Regions from separate parts of the Mus musculus genome. Here region 2 is linked to region 1. A link is a contact called in public Hi-C data. All regions are on one chromosome and are shown on one strand. Each heading gives the region's core, a stretch centred on a gene start, on an enhancer-like site or on the middle of the called end of the contact. The rest is flanking DNA. Distances are from core to core; before and after follow the strand shown.

Region 1 (6,944 bases), core at 3,799-6,298:
TAAAGACATGCACGTGCTGTTTCGCCTTATATAGTGTTGTTGAGATCAACTTGTGGTAATGCCGACATTGAGAGAAACTTGTCAAAGAACTGCTCATGAGGTCCTGCAGCAGCTTACCACTTCTGCAGCCTCACCTCAGGCTAGTTGGCAAGCCTGGCAGTTTTCTCAGGATTGAACTACAGGTGCTGGTTTGTGCCTGGTGTTTGCCTGCCTAGAAGACTGACTGGTCTGCAGCTGCTGAGTCATATTTGGTGTTTGGTACAGGGCTGAACTTCTGAAAAAGGTGATGGAGTTTGCCCCCGAAGAACTACTACTGAATAGGTCTACTTCCCTCACATCCTATTAACTTTTCTCTTCCACTACCTCTTCTGTGTGGTGGGGTAGAGGAGAGGTTGAACCCTTATTAAAAATACATTGCAAAAAATTTATGCCTACAGCCCTCAAATATCAGCATGTCCCTGGTGGCAGCCCAGACTAGGGACATCTGCCTGGCCTTTGGTGGTAACAGACCTGGCTGCTGCAGGGTCATGGATACATAGTCCCCAGTGGCAGGCCAGGCCAGGACCCCACACATAGTCCCAGGAGGCATCACCAGCTACTCATATCAGGCTGTTCCTCACTACCCTTGAGTCTCCAGTTCTGCCTCTCTTCATTGTGCCCACATCCTTCTGTTTCTCTTTCTCTTCCATTTCTCCACCATTTACTTGCTCCCTTTAGAGATACCTGGGGTCTCTGAGTGTCTGGGGTCATGCCAAGAGAGGTTTCAGAAGTGCTTTGTTCCACTCATGCATTATGGCACTGGGCAGGGGTCATCTCAGGCATGGTCTGAGCCATACATAGCATCTGGCTGGTGTTCATTTCAGGCTAGCTCTCTGTCTGGGCCCTATGGCACTGATCTGGTGGTCATCTAGGGCTTGCTCCTTGCCTGGCCCACCCAAGTAGCCCCATGTGAGGGTCATCTGTCTCAAGCTCACTTCTATCTGGGACTCTCAGTCCCAGGTGGAGTTTTAGTGTCTATCTTGTCTATCTATAAAAGTCCTGGGAGCCACTGGGGCCTGCTTGTGCCCAGACTGCTGATCATCTCAGGCTAGCTCCCTGTGTGGGTCCCCTGACACCAGACTGGTGGTTGTCTCAGGCTAGATTTTTTCAGGGAATGATAGACTGCTAATAATTCAGATGTTCCTAGGTTAGAACTTTTGCAATCTAAAGCCTGTCCTCAGTGACATATGTCCCTCAACAAGTCCACATCTCCTAATCCTTCCTTTTTTCTAAGGGTTCTTAATAAGGGTTCTTAAGTGCTTCACCCGCCCTTCTACCTCACTGACCAAAGGTAGGGGAGAAAATAGTTAACAGGACAAGAGGATGGGAACCTGTCTAGAAGTAGTTCTTTGGGGCAATTCTATTCTTTGTTGTCAGGATATTAGCAGTCTAGTCCAACACACTAAACATGAATAAGTAGCAGTGGCTTGATCCAGAAGAGACTGCGAGGCTTCACCACATTGGCATGAGTCCAAGGGAGTGGCAAGAAGCAGCCAGAATACCATGAGAAGTTCTTTGGCTCATTTCTCTCTAAGAAATCACAAGTGAAGATCAGTGAAGCCCAGCAAAGTGTTGCAAGGCAAACCAATGCAAGAGCCTCCTTCACTGTGTTTTGGGTTCTACTTATACTCTTTCCAAACATCACACATCCTCTCATGTGCCTGTATCAGCAAAACACCCTCTCATGCGTCTGCTTCAGCAAAACATCCTCTCATAAGACAGCTTCCAGAAAAACATCACATGACACAATTGAGTCTCCAAAGAAACCAGACATTTCCACTCCACCTTCCCATACACTTCCATTGAACAGGGACCAAGTATTCAAACATATGATCTATGGGTACCATTCTCATTCAAAACATCACATAAAGTAAAAGGCTTTTGGCTTTCAGCATTTGGTGAGATATGACATATGAGAAGATGGAGCCCGGGAAGGCATAATAAAGGTAGTATTTGAACCCAGGATATGTGCAGGGCAGGTCATCTAGCTAGAGAGGCATACACACAAGCAAGCATATGCCTGCCTTTGGGGGAAGATGAATAGTCCAGTAATAGCCATATGTTCTTGAATATGCACTGAAAAGTCTGGTTCTGATTGGGGAGAGATGTGCTAGGCTTATGTGGTAGATTGATGTCAGGCTGTAGTGTGGTGAAGGGTATGGGGTTGGGGATGGAGCATGTGCCTAGCATTCCCGAAGCCTTGGGTTTGAACCAGAGTATGTGTGCATATCTGTAACCCCAGAATCAGGACGTGGAGGCAGGAGGATCAGAAGCTTAAGTCTACACCTTGAGATCAAAACCTGAGCTCATTCATGCCAGAGGGGGAGGGAAAGAGGAAAGAAGGAAAGGGAAGCATTGAAGTCAAAACTTAATGTCAGTAACCTGAGGGTACTCTCCAAGGTTAACAGAGAGGGCGAAGGCCAGGCTGGTGATGGGTAGTTGACTGCAGGGAAGCAGAGAGCGGGACTAGGATGTCAGGGAGCTCTCCTCTTCTCTTTCTTGCTGTAATTCCACCATTCACATTTTGCAATACCTGAGACTCCTTCCCTGTAGCCTACATCTCCATTCTGGATCCTAGAGGGACAATCCCCTCTACTGATTGCTAGGGAGAGCCTCTGGTAGCAAATTCTCTTTCCCCACACCACCCAAGTACAGAAGGGCAACAGTTGTTCTCACCTTGTGGGACACAACCCGTTTGGTGGTCAAATGCCCCTTTCACAGGGGTCACATATCAGATATCCTGCATATCAGATATTTATATTTTGATTCATAACTAGCAGAATTACATACATGAAGTAACAAAATAAATTTATGATTGGGGTCACCACACCATGAGGAACTGTATTAAAGGGTCCAATATTAGGAAGGTTGAGAACCGCTGGAGTAGATGTTACAGCAGTCATTACACAGTGCTGTCCCTCTTGGAACTGATAGCTGCACAGGACTGCTTCCTTGCTCTAAGCTCTCTCTTGTACTTAAGTATTTGATTCTCTATATAACGTGACTACACTTCTGTCTTAGTGTTTCTATTGCTGGGAAGAGACACAATGACCAGGATGATTATTATAAAAGAAAATGTTTAATTGGGGCTGGCTACAGTGTCAGAGGTTTATTCCATTATCTCTGTGACGAGAAGCCTAGCAATGTGCAGGCAGCCATGATGTGGGAGGAGCTTCAAGAAGTTCTACATCTTGATCTGCAGACAAAACAGGAGGGAGGCTGTGTACCACACTGGGTGTAACTTGAGTGTAGGAGACATCAAAGCCTGCCCCCACAGTGACACACTTCCTCCAACAAGGTCATACCTCCTAATAGTGTCACTCCATATGAGCCAGGCATTAAAACACATGCGTCTGTGGGGGCCAAACCTATTCAAACATCACACCTTCCTCGTCAGCTTTCCTACTCTGTCCCTTCTCTTCCTCTCTTTTCTTGTTTCCTATCAACTTCCCTTCCTTTTCTTCTTTCCTTTTGTATTTTTGACACTGTCTTGCTGTGTATTCCAAGCTGGCCTACAATCCATGCAGGAAAACAGCATCAGCCAGAAATAAACTTTATAGTTTAGAGATGGAAAGGTCTTTCTTGAATACCTTGTAAAAATAAAGAAGCTTTAATAAACAGATTTTACTATAAAACATTTAAAGTTGATATATCTAAGGGAAAAAAACTACCATCAATAAAAGGGAAGAATCAAAACATGGGAAAAATATTTGCAGAATGGTGGATGAAAACTTCTTTGTTTCAAAATGTCAAAAAAAATAATATTAAAGTGTAAGAATATGTGAACTGCCAATTATAGGAAGGAAGGAAAAAGGAAGGAGGGAGAAAGGAATGAGGGAAAGAAGGAAGGGAAAAAGGAAGGAAGGGAGGACAGAAGGAGAAGAGAGGAAGGAAAAAAAAAAGAAGGAGCAAGGAAGGAAAGAAGGAAGCCGGCCAACAGCATTTGTAAGGAATTGTCTTTATGCCAGACATGGTGGCTGTCCGGATTGGCTCTGTCAGTTGGCAGCCTAATCATATGAGAGGAGAGCTCTAACTGAGGATTACCACAGGATTAGCCTGTGGGCATGTCTCTGGGGGGACTGTCTTTATTGCCAGTTGATATATGCAGATTCAGGGCACTATGGGCAGCACCACCCCTAGGCAATGCCAGCTGAGTACGAGCAGGTGAAAAAGGCAGCTAGCAAGCAATAGCCTCTGTGGGTCCTGTTGTGCTTCTTGTCTGTGCAGTGAGAGTTTTCTTTAGTCAGAGGTAATGTTGTGTAGAATGGCAAATGTTGTGTCCCTCAGTGATGACTTGGGGTTAGTTATAAATTGAAATAAAGCATATCTTCCCTCAAGCTGCTTTTGTCTAAAGTGTGCTTATCACAGCAATAGATAGAGTAGAAGAGAGGCTTACATCTGCAGTCCCAGCCCAGAGACTGAGACAGGACAGCTATGAGCGTGGGAACACCCTGAGCTGTACAGTGAGGTCCAGGCCAGGGATGAGCTACAGAGCAAGACTCTTACCTGGGGAAGTTAAAACGAAACGAAACAAAACAAAACAAAGACAAAACCAAATCAAAACAACAACAAAAAAGCAAGCAAGCAAACAAACAAACAAAAAAAACCCCAAACAGTCGAGAATGGTGGCACAGTCATGTGATCCTGGCACTTGGGAGAAAGAGGCAAGACCATTGCTACTTGTTTAGTGTAGTTTTAACAGTTGTGAAGAGATCTGGAAAGGCACATAGTCTATATCGCCAGAAACACTGACAAAAGAGGAGGAGGAGGAGGAGGAGGAGGAAGAGGAGGAGGAGGAGGAGGAGGAGGAGGAGCAAAAGAGGCAAATATATGCCTCTAGTGTATTCTGGTCCAATCTTTTCAGAGGGTGATTTTGCAATTTGAACCTGTAGAGAAATTAAAATGACCTTAACCTTGACTGCTAGGCGTGTTCTCTGGGGACACATTTCAGAATAGGCAGAAAGCGTTGGGTCTTTGGATGCGATTGGAAACACATGTTGTTTTCTGTGTGCGTCTGTTTGTTTCTCCAGTCTGGGCAGAACTAAGCCTCATTCCCAGGGGTGTATTCAGACTTTAGCAAGATGCCAAGCAGAGAAATGGGAGTGTTTCATGTCTGGGTAAAAGAACAGACAGAAGACAAAGGACTCGAGGTTTCTGCTGCGGATGGAGAAGGCAGATATCGTCTACAGTTCGAAGCACACAAGTAGGGTGATGACAGCCGTGGTAGCTTCCTGGCCACCACCTCACACCTCCTCTGACCTGGTACGGACAAGGGTGTGAGCAGATTATTTTCTGGACTTCAGTAAACTCATCATTAAAAGGAGAAGCGCAGGCTGTGGATGCAGTTCATCTGTTGTATGTGCGAAGCCCTGGGCTCACTTCCCAGCACCACAGAAACAAGGTTTGTTGTATATGTTTGGTGTCCCAGCACTTGCTTGGGAGGTGGAGGCAGGACAGTGAGAAGATCAAGGTCATTTTTGACTACATGGTGAATGCTAGCCTGGATTACATGAGACCCTGTCTCAAAAACACAAACACAAACAAAACACAAAATAACTGCTTTTAGTTGCAGCACTTGGGAGGTAGAGGTAAGCAGATGTCTGTGAGTTCGAGACTAGGCTGGTCAATGAAGAGAGTTTCAGAACAGTCAGAGCTGTGTATAGAGAGAGACCCTGTCTCAAAACAAAACAACAAAACAAAACAAACAACCCCAAACTTACCAACAACAACAACAACAACAACAATGAGAGCAGCAGCAATTTCAGTGTGGGAATAATCACTCTCCCAGCAGGAAGGAGGGCTTGACTCACTCTGTAATCTCACCAGGACTGAGGCTTCCAGACTTTTCTATTTCAGCCCTCCATTGTGCAGGTCTGAGGGTGGGCTTAATTTGAATTTTCCCTGTGCCCTTCCCAGTTGTGTATCAGCCTTTTGAACATATAGTTGTGCCTAAAGATCTGTAGAGGATTGGACTCGAGACCCTGCAACACCAGAAATCTGAGCACACTCCACTCCTTGCATAATTTGCATATTTCTAGCATATCTTCTTTTGTGTTTTCTGTCTCCACCCTCCCCTCAGTTTACATATAATACTCCATGCAGTGTAAATGTTAGATAAGTAGTTGTTACACTGGATAGCTTAGGAAGTAGCCATGAGAAACTGTCTGTATTTAATTAGCTCAGAGACATCCTTAAAAATGGCCTATGAGATGGCTTCGCTGGCAACAGGGTTTGCAGTGCTAGGCCAGCAGCTTGAGTTCCATCTCTGTAAACCACGTAAAGGTGACACCTCTACCACACACATCCTGTGTTTCAGATTTGCTCCCACACAGGCCTACAGGTCTCTCTCTCTCTCTCTCTCTCTCTCTCCCTCTCTCTCTCTCTCTTCTCTCACACACACACACACACACATACACATCTTTTAAATGCTAGAGGAGGATCAGGAGTTCAAGGCCACCAGAGCTATGTGAATTGTTGTCTTAGGAAACAAATTGCTGGCCTGTTTTTGATTCATGTATGAGTAATCTGCTGATATGGTGGGCCAAGTGTGTTTGTGCGTGTGTGTGTGTGTGTGAAAGAGAGACAGACAGACAGAGAGACACAGAGAGACAGACTCTTCTCTCCCATTGTTTTCCTACCATCCTGACTATCGTTATATAAATGACTGCATTTGACTGCACTTTCAGGAGGTCTTCGCTCATCATATCATATCATATTATTTTCTGAACCTTTGCCAGATAGACTTTTGAAAATATAAACTTCTAAATACTTAGTGAGGTCTCCTGATGAGCTGCCCTGCATTAGTGTGTCTTGTGCTGAGACGGGGTCTCATTCAGCCAACGCTGCCCTGGCACTCCTAATTCTCCTGCCTCTGCCTCCCGAATGCTGAGATTGTAGGCTTGTGT
Region 2 (6,439 bases), core at 722-3,221, 88 kb after region 1:
ATAGTCATTAGCTACATTCGATGCAAATAGGGAAGATGGCTGATGGTCCAGAGGTTGGCTTCTGTAAGGAGTAACCATTTCAACAGACATTTGTGTCAGCGATGTAGGGTAACTGAGAAGAGGGTGTGCCATGTCTGCCTGTGAGGTACTTGTAGTCCAGTTGTGTGTTCAAGCTTCTCTCTCTGAGACCTGGGGCCTTGAGAGACAAAGCCTTTTCTTCTTCAGGACTCAGCCTCATGGAACCAAGGAGGTGCCTAGGGAAGGGTGGGTGCTTCTCTGACATCTCAGCTTTTTGGAATTTAGCCTAGTAGTTAAGAACACAGCTTCTGGAAGTAAGCTGTCTGGGTTCAAATGCTGTGCTCAGACTTTCATATTGTGGCACTTTCTGTACACTCACAGCGGGGACAATGGCATCTACCTTCCAGGGATATGGTAATGTGACTATCACTAGTCACTAAAGCTTTGACCAGACCACACATTTCTGATGTACCTCGGTTGATCTGCTGTACCTGGCTTCCCTCATCCCTTCTATCCATTCAGTCTAATTATTATGGGTCAAGAACAGCAATTGTCAGTCAGTGTGCTGGGAGCTGCAGAATCAGCCAAGTCACATCTATCCTTGGAGTCTCCTCCTCTGAGGTGGTTAAATCTCAGTCTTTCTTAGGGAATACTTCTTTGCCTCGTCCACCCGGACAAATAGATATTTGTCATCCCTGTAATACCAAAAAGTGGAGAGGGAGGGAAGGAGGGAGGGAGGGAGGGAGGGTGTCCGTTCCTTTTCCTCATAACATTTGGCTTTTTAGGAGAGTCACTGTGCCAGAAATTTTGGAATATCTTGTTACTTTAGACAACGGAAGACAGGGAGACTTCTCATTTTTAATTGGGAGTAAAAACTTGTGTATGGAGCAGAGGTGAGGTTTCCACAGGTCAGAGAACTCACCTCTGCTGGGCTGGATTGGAGCTGAGGAGGAGGGGCAGCAGAACTGAGTTGGCTTCCTTCCACGAAGTGAGAAATCGCCACGGCATGGATGATGCAACTGAACGGAGATGGTGCAGAAAGTCCTATCAGCACATTGACTCACCTCGCCCAGCCTCAGTTTCCCTTTGTGTAAAAATAAGAGGTCCGAAATTCTTGTACAGGGCACTAGGTTTACCCGAGGGCATGAGCAGGAGAATGCCAGCTGCAGACAGATTCACAGGGAGGGAGGGTGCTTGTGGGATATGAGGGCTTCCACATCTAGGCACAAGGAATATTCCTCCTTTTCTGTTTTCTGGGTCCCTGCATAGCTGGCGGCCCCAGTGAAGGGCTGTAGGGGGCAGCCTGAGTGTTCTGGCTGGGGGTGGGGTAGGGTGGGGTGGGGTGGGCAACAGCTGGACAAGTTACTGGGAAATCATATTATTTCAGACTACTAGGTATTCTAGGGGCGTAGTGATGATGGTGGATCTTTTCTGTTTTATTTGATGAAGTTGGCCTTGATAAATGCTGCTGCTTTGTTTTTTCGCTCTCCCACATGTTTGTAAATCTTCGAAACACGCAGTTCCAGTATAAAAGGGAGGTGTAGAAGGGACTTGATTTGAGCCTGGCTGGAGGCATGCAGCTTTTGGAGTGGCAGCTTGTTGTCACCTTCCCCTGAGACAAAGGCTGTATTAACCTTGGGAGCATCAGGCTTCTTGGCCACTTTCTCTGAGGCCATCCTGATGTGCATTTTCCTTTCTCATCTCTAGGGAGGCAGCACACAGAACGCAAGGCCGCCGAGGATGGAGAGGGTAGGGCTCTGCGAGGTGCCTCTCCAAGGCCTGGGTCCCCAGGTCAAGGGCAAGATGTGCGGTGCAGGCACTCCCGAGCTGGCTGGCGCAGCAGCTAGGATGCTGCGCAGAGCGCTGCTGGCGGCGTCGGGAACTGACCAGGCCGCGTGTGAGCGCCGGGATTCCTGCTCCGGCCTTAAATATGCCGGTTATTTTTATCCCCCTACGTCAGGCCAGCGAAGGCCATCCCACCAGTGGCCGCGGCAGGCTGCTACACAATGTTTCCCTTCAGTCGGGAGGGGAAATGGAGGGAGGCCAGACTTCCTGATCACATGGTGCTGAAGTCAATGAAAAAAAATGAAGGGGGACCCCTCCCTTGCGCTGGGGTGCGCGGGCCAGGGCCCCCCACCCACCCCCTCGGGCCGCGCGGCCAGGGAAGCGCAGGCTCGCGGGCGGGCGCGGGGCCAGGCGCAGGACCGGGCAAACATAAACACCAGATCGGGGCAGTAATTGGCGGCTCCGAGATCGCTGAGGAAATGAGAGGCTTGTACGAAACATCAGCCGACAAGAAACGGGGTGATGTCAGACAGCCTTCCAGGATTAGAAACCCTTAAAAGCTCCGAGCCCGCGGCGGCTGCGGAAAAGCGCTTTCGGTCCTGGCTCTGCGGGTAGGAAGCCCGCGGACTGCGGACGACTCCGGGCTCCTCTCTTCCTCGCTCTCTTCTCCTCTCTTCCCCCCCCCCCCCCCCCACCCGCTCTAGTCTCTTCTCCTTGAATTCCCTTTTTGATTTTGAACTAAAAAGAAGGGGAAAGACGTCAATTTCCATGTCTAAAGCATCTCGCCTCCCCTCCTCCCTCCTTGTATCCTGTTACTACTTTTGGACTAACAGATCCTACTCAAATCAAGCAGGAGGGGGATAAATAAAAGTTTAGCTCTGTTGTCCGAGTCTCTTCGGTTTCTTCTTACATTCTCTTAGAACTGCGAGTTGCAATACTTAGCACACACAACAGGGGTTTTCTAGCTGCTTCTCTGCTCTCCAGTCTTGAGGGCAGCTTAGCTAACAGTCAGTGGCAGGTTGTTCCCTAACCCACAGGAGCCTCCTGTGACCTTACGGTAGAAGCTGAGCCTCATTTGTTCATTGCCTGCATACATCAAAAAAAGCGCCACTTTTCCAGGCGTTTCTCTTTCAGTGTTTACCTGGATTAAAGGGGGTGTGGATGTTTGGAAAGGGCTCGAGCCCCTGCAAGGAGAGGCACCCAAGGCACCCTTTTCAAAGGATGATTTATGTTTGGGTTTTCTCAGATAGGGGCGCAAAGAGTCCGTTCCCTGTCTCTGTGACAGGTGAGCTCCGCACCTGGCTCCTAGCTTTGGGATATTTCAGCAGCTTCACACAGCACTGTCACTTACTCTCCTTTAAGGCAGGTTTGCTCACCTTTCTTCCAGAGACCCAGGAAAGGGTCACAGCTGGGCCAAGTTTGTACAACCTCAGAAGAAGAATGGGGCTAATTCCAAAGACATAGGTTTAACTCATTGCTGTCCACTCATTGTACTCCCCTGCAACACTGTTGAATCTTTTGATAGTTCCCTCCCATGGTTGACAGTCACTTGAGCCAAGTATATCATCCAGTTATACCACCTGCTGGGTGGCAGATAAAAGGCTGTTTTCCAGCTGTTCTCCACACATCTGTCTTTGGTGACTGGGTGCTCTGAAAAAAATCACACGAGGAGGCCTCGTTTTCTAGTACACCCCGGTTGTCCTAGGTTAGATACTGATGTCTCCTTTCCTTCACTTCAGAGTCTTGGGGTCTTGATGGCCTGTTCTTGCCCCCTGTCCCATCACTTCTCTCCCCAGCTAGTGCACATGGTCTGGGGCTTGTGGAGGGGCTGGTGGAGGGACGACAGAAGTATTTCAGGTTCTGAGTTGTGTTATGGCAGGAGATAGCATTATGTCTTCTTCAGGCAGATTGTCCTCTGACGGTGTCTGCCCTCATCCCAATACCCAGAGGCTGAGTTCCTACCTCTCGGCCTTCTCACTTAGCTCTACACTTTCTCAGGGAAGTTACTTTTTGGCTCCAAGTGAGTCTCAGTTTCAACGGGGCTGAGACAGAGTGTGCTCGAAGGATGCTGTGCACGTCAGCTAGGACAAGGCATGTAAAGGACTTAGTGAGCCCAGATCCTATCACTAACCTTAGACTGAAGAAGCCCATTGTGGTGCCTTTAACTAGTACTCTGCACACATGGCCTTACGGGGCAAAAATCTGGAGAGATTCTCCTTCACTCCCCTCCCTTTATTCCTCCCCCCTCCCCTCCACCAATCCCCCCTTTCCCCTCCCCTCTCCTCCCACTGGGTAGATGTGGACACTCAGGGTCTGAGAGGTTAGATGGATGCTGAAGATCACACAGCTAAGTAGGGAAAATATCTCATTTGCCATCTCGTTAGGAAAGCCAGCGGGTCAACCCGGCCTTCTGAAACGTAAGAAATGAAAAGTGCTAGACTCCGACAATGCAGGCATAATTTAGAATAATGCCTTTGCTCATGATTCCAGGCAAGCTGAAGTCAGGGCTTTCAGGATCCAGAGGGTGAGAAGGTTGTCCATTCTCTTTCAAACATACTTTGTCCACAGTGGTCAAGACATGGAAAGGCTGGGTACATGCTAACATCACATAGGGTGGGAATGAGCATCCAGGCTGCAGCCAGGCAGGGGTCCTTTTCTCTGGTTCTTCCTGTTGCTCCACTATGGGATTTTCTCTTTCCTGACCCCACTTGGGGAGGGAGGAGTACACAGGTGCACTGAGACCAGCCCACTGAGTTCGAATGCTGTGGGGTCTGCACTCACAGCAGATAGAATTTGATCCTTGCAGCAATAATGTTTCTTAGACAGCTACCTCCCACATTGTTACTGCCTCTACATCATGCATCACTGAAAATCCTATTGTTGTTGCTTTCTGTCCACACAGTAGCACCCAGGGAAAGCCCTTAGCTTCCTTTGATACATTAGCTCTGGGCTAATTGGACCTAATCATGGCCAAACCACTCTGGGTTTCCATGTATTCATTTGCAAAATAAGCTAAGCTAAGGGTATGCCTTGCCTCCTTAATCTGGGCTGGTGTCAGTCAGAGGGGTCTGTGGGTATAAGTGAGAGGAGGGCTTATGCTGTCATAACCACGTAGAACTCATTATCATGACCCTTACTGACCTTGGGCAGGCTATACACAGCCTGTTTTTACACAATGTCTATGTGTAAGTTCGTGAACCTGGGTGTAGGTGCCCATGAAGGCCAGAAGAGGACGTTGGATGACCTAGGGCAGGAGTTACAGATAGTGTGAGCTGCCTAAGGCCGGGGCTGGAAATGGAACCTGGGTCCTTTGCCAGGACATTATGTACCCTTCAAGTGATATGCCTTGTAGTCACAATTTAAGGATTTTGAGATAAAACTATCCTAAATTATCCAGTGGATACTGAAACCCAATGACAAGGAACACACAGAAGAGACACACAAGCAGCAGAGCAGGTAGACGTAGAGGTGGAGACGAGATGGGAGGGAGGGAACACACTGGAACCCCAGAGGCCAGAAAGAGCAAGGTAAGGTCTTTTCTATATGTACGATGGTTGGTTTGTGGGGTTTTCTCTTTCTCTTTCTTTTTTTTATCATCTCTTCCTCTTTTCTCCTTCCCTCCCTTTCTTTCTTCCTCTGTGCCCTCCCTCCCTCCCTCCCTCCCTCCCTCCCTCCCTCCCTCCCTCCCTCCCTCCCTCCCTCCCTCCCTCCCTCCCTCCCTCCCTTCCTTCCTTCCTTCCTTCCTTCCTTCCTTCCTTCCTTCCTTCCTTCCGTTTTTGTGACACAGTCTCTGTTGCCTAGGCTGGTCTCCACTCTTTATATAGATGAGAGCTATAAGATGGTGAAATCCCAGTTCTTCCACATCCACCCGCTAAGTGCTTACAGCACGCTCTACCATACTCAGCCTGGTTCCACTTAGAATTACCATCCTGACCTGTGATTTCACTAAATAAAATGAGATATTTGGTACTTCATATAAAAACGGGGTTGCATTAGATTTTCTTTTTTTTTTTTTATAACTTGATTCTGAGCAGATAGAACACCAGTCTAAACTAGGATCTCTACTAGATTAGGTATATTAAACAGGTACATCAAATATGGTTTAGACTTTCAGTATTTTCAATCTATAGTGAATTTCTTATCACATGTCCTTTCATATTTCAAGAACTATCTATGTATATACTTTAAGGAGTGGCTAGCCTTACTGATACTTTGCTATAGAATTTTGTATCATCAGAGCTATGCATGGACACATTTCTTTTCCTATGACAGGGCCTAGTGATAACACCTGTGGCTAGCCTAGAACTCACTACGTAGACTAGGGTGACCTTGAATTTAAGCTGAACTTCCTCTTTCTGCCTTCCAAGTGCTGGGATTACAGACACGTACCACCCACCCATGCCTGGGCCAAGTTTAAGCCATGAAGTCTGTGTTCATTTGTTGTGGCTGAGCTGATATTACATGAGTTAGCCTTACATAACCTTCTCAAGTGAGTCACTCAGCCACAGAGACTACTGAGCTCACAAGGAGCCCACATAAAGTGCCCACTGACTCCCTCCTAGGCACTCAGACTCAGGCCCAGGAGACATAGTTGAATTTGAGGGAATGGCCAGAGGCTCCCCATGGTAAGGAAACT

The links. A called contact is a pair of places that touch in the nucleus more often than the background predicts.
Region 2: a Hi-C map of uterus shows a contact between it and region 1, with 4 times the contacts expected there. The contact joins two enhancer-like sites. A contact is called at or near these places in 4 of 484 Hi-C or Micro-C datasets (embryonic fibroblasts, germline stem cells and uterus) and 3 of 115 datasets of contacts at active chromatin or transcription factors (bone marrow-derived macrophages, embryonic stem cells and pancreatic cancer cells).

What each region holds. Positions count from the first base shown.
Region 1 is chr4:55,558,198-55,565,141 of GRCm38.p6, forward strand. The region is part of intron 1 of Gm12506 (a long non-coding RNA gene); the gene reads left to right. Among named protein-coding and RNA genes, the nearest start is that of Gm12511, 10 kb to the right of the region's middle. Within about 2 kb of position 5,049, at least 28 of the 459 cell types and tissues checked have an H3K27ac peak or open chromatin away from gene starts, as enhancers often do. A contact at or near this core is called in uterus, where this site is marked.
Region 2 is chr4:55,649,295-55,655,733 of GRCm38.p6, forward strand. No RefSeq gene overlaps it. Among named protein-coding and RNA genes, the nearest start is that of Gm12511, 81 kb to the left of the region's middle. Within about 2 kb of position 1,972, at least 310 of the 459 cell types and tissues checked have an H3K27ac peak or open chromatin away from gene starts, as enhancers often do. A contact at or near this core is called in uterus, where this site is marked.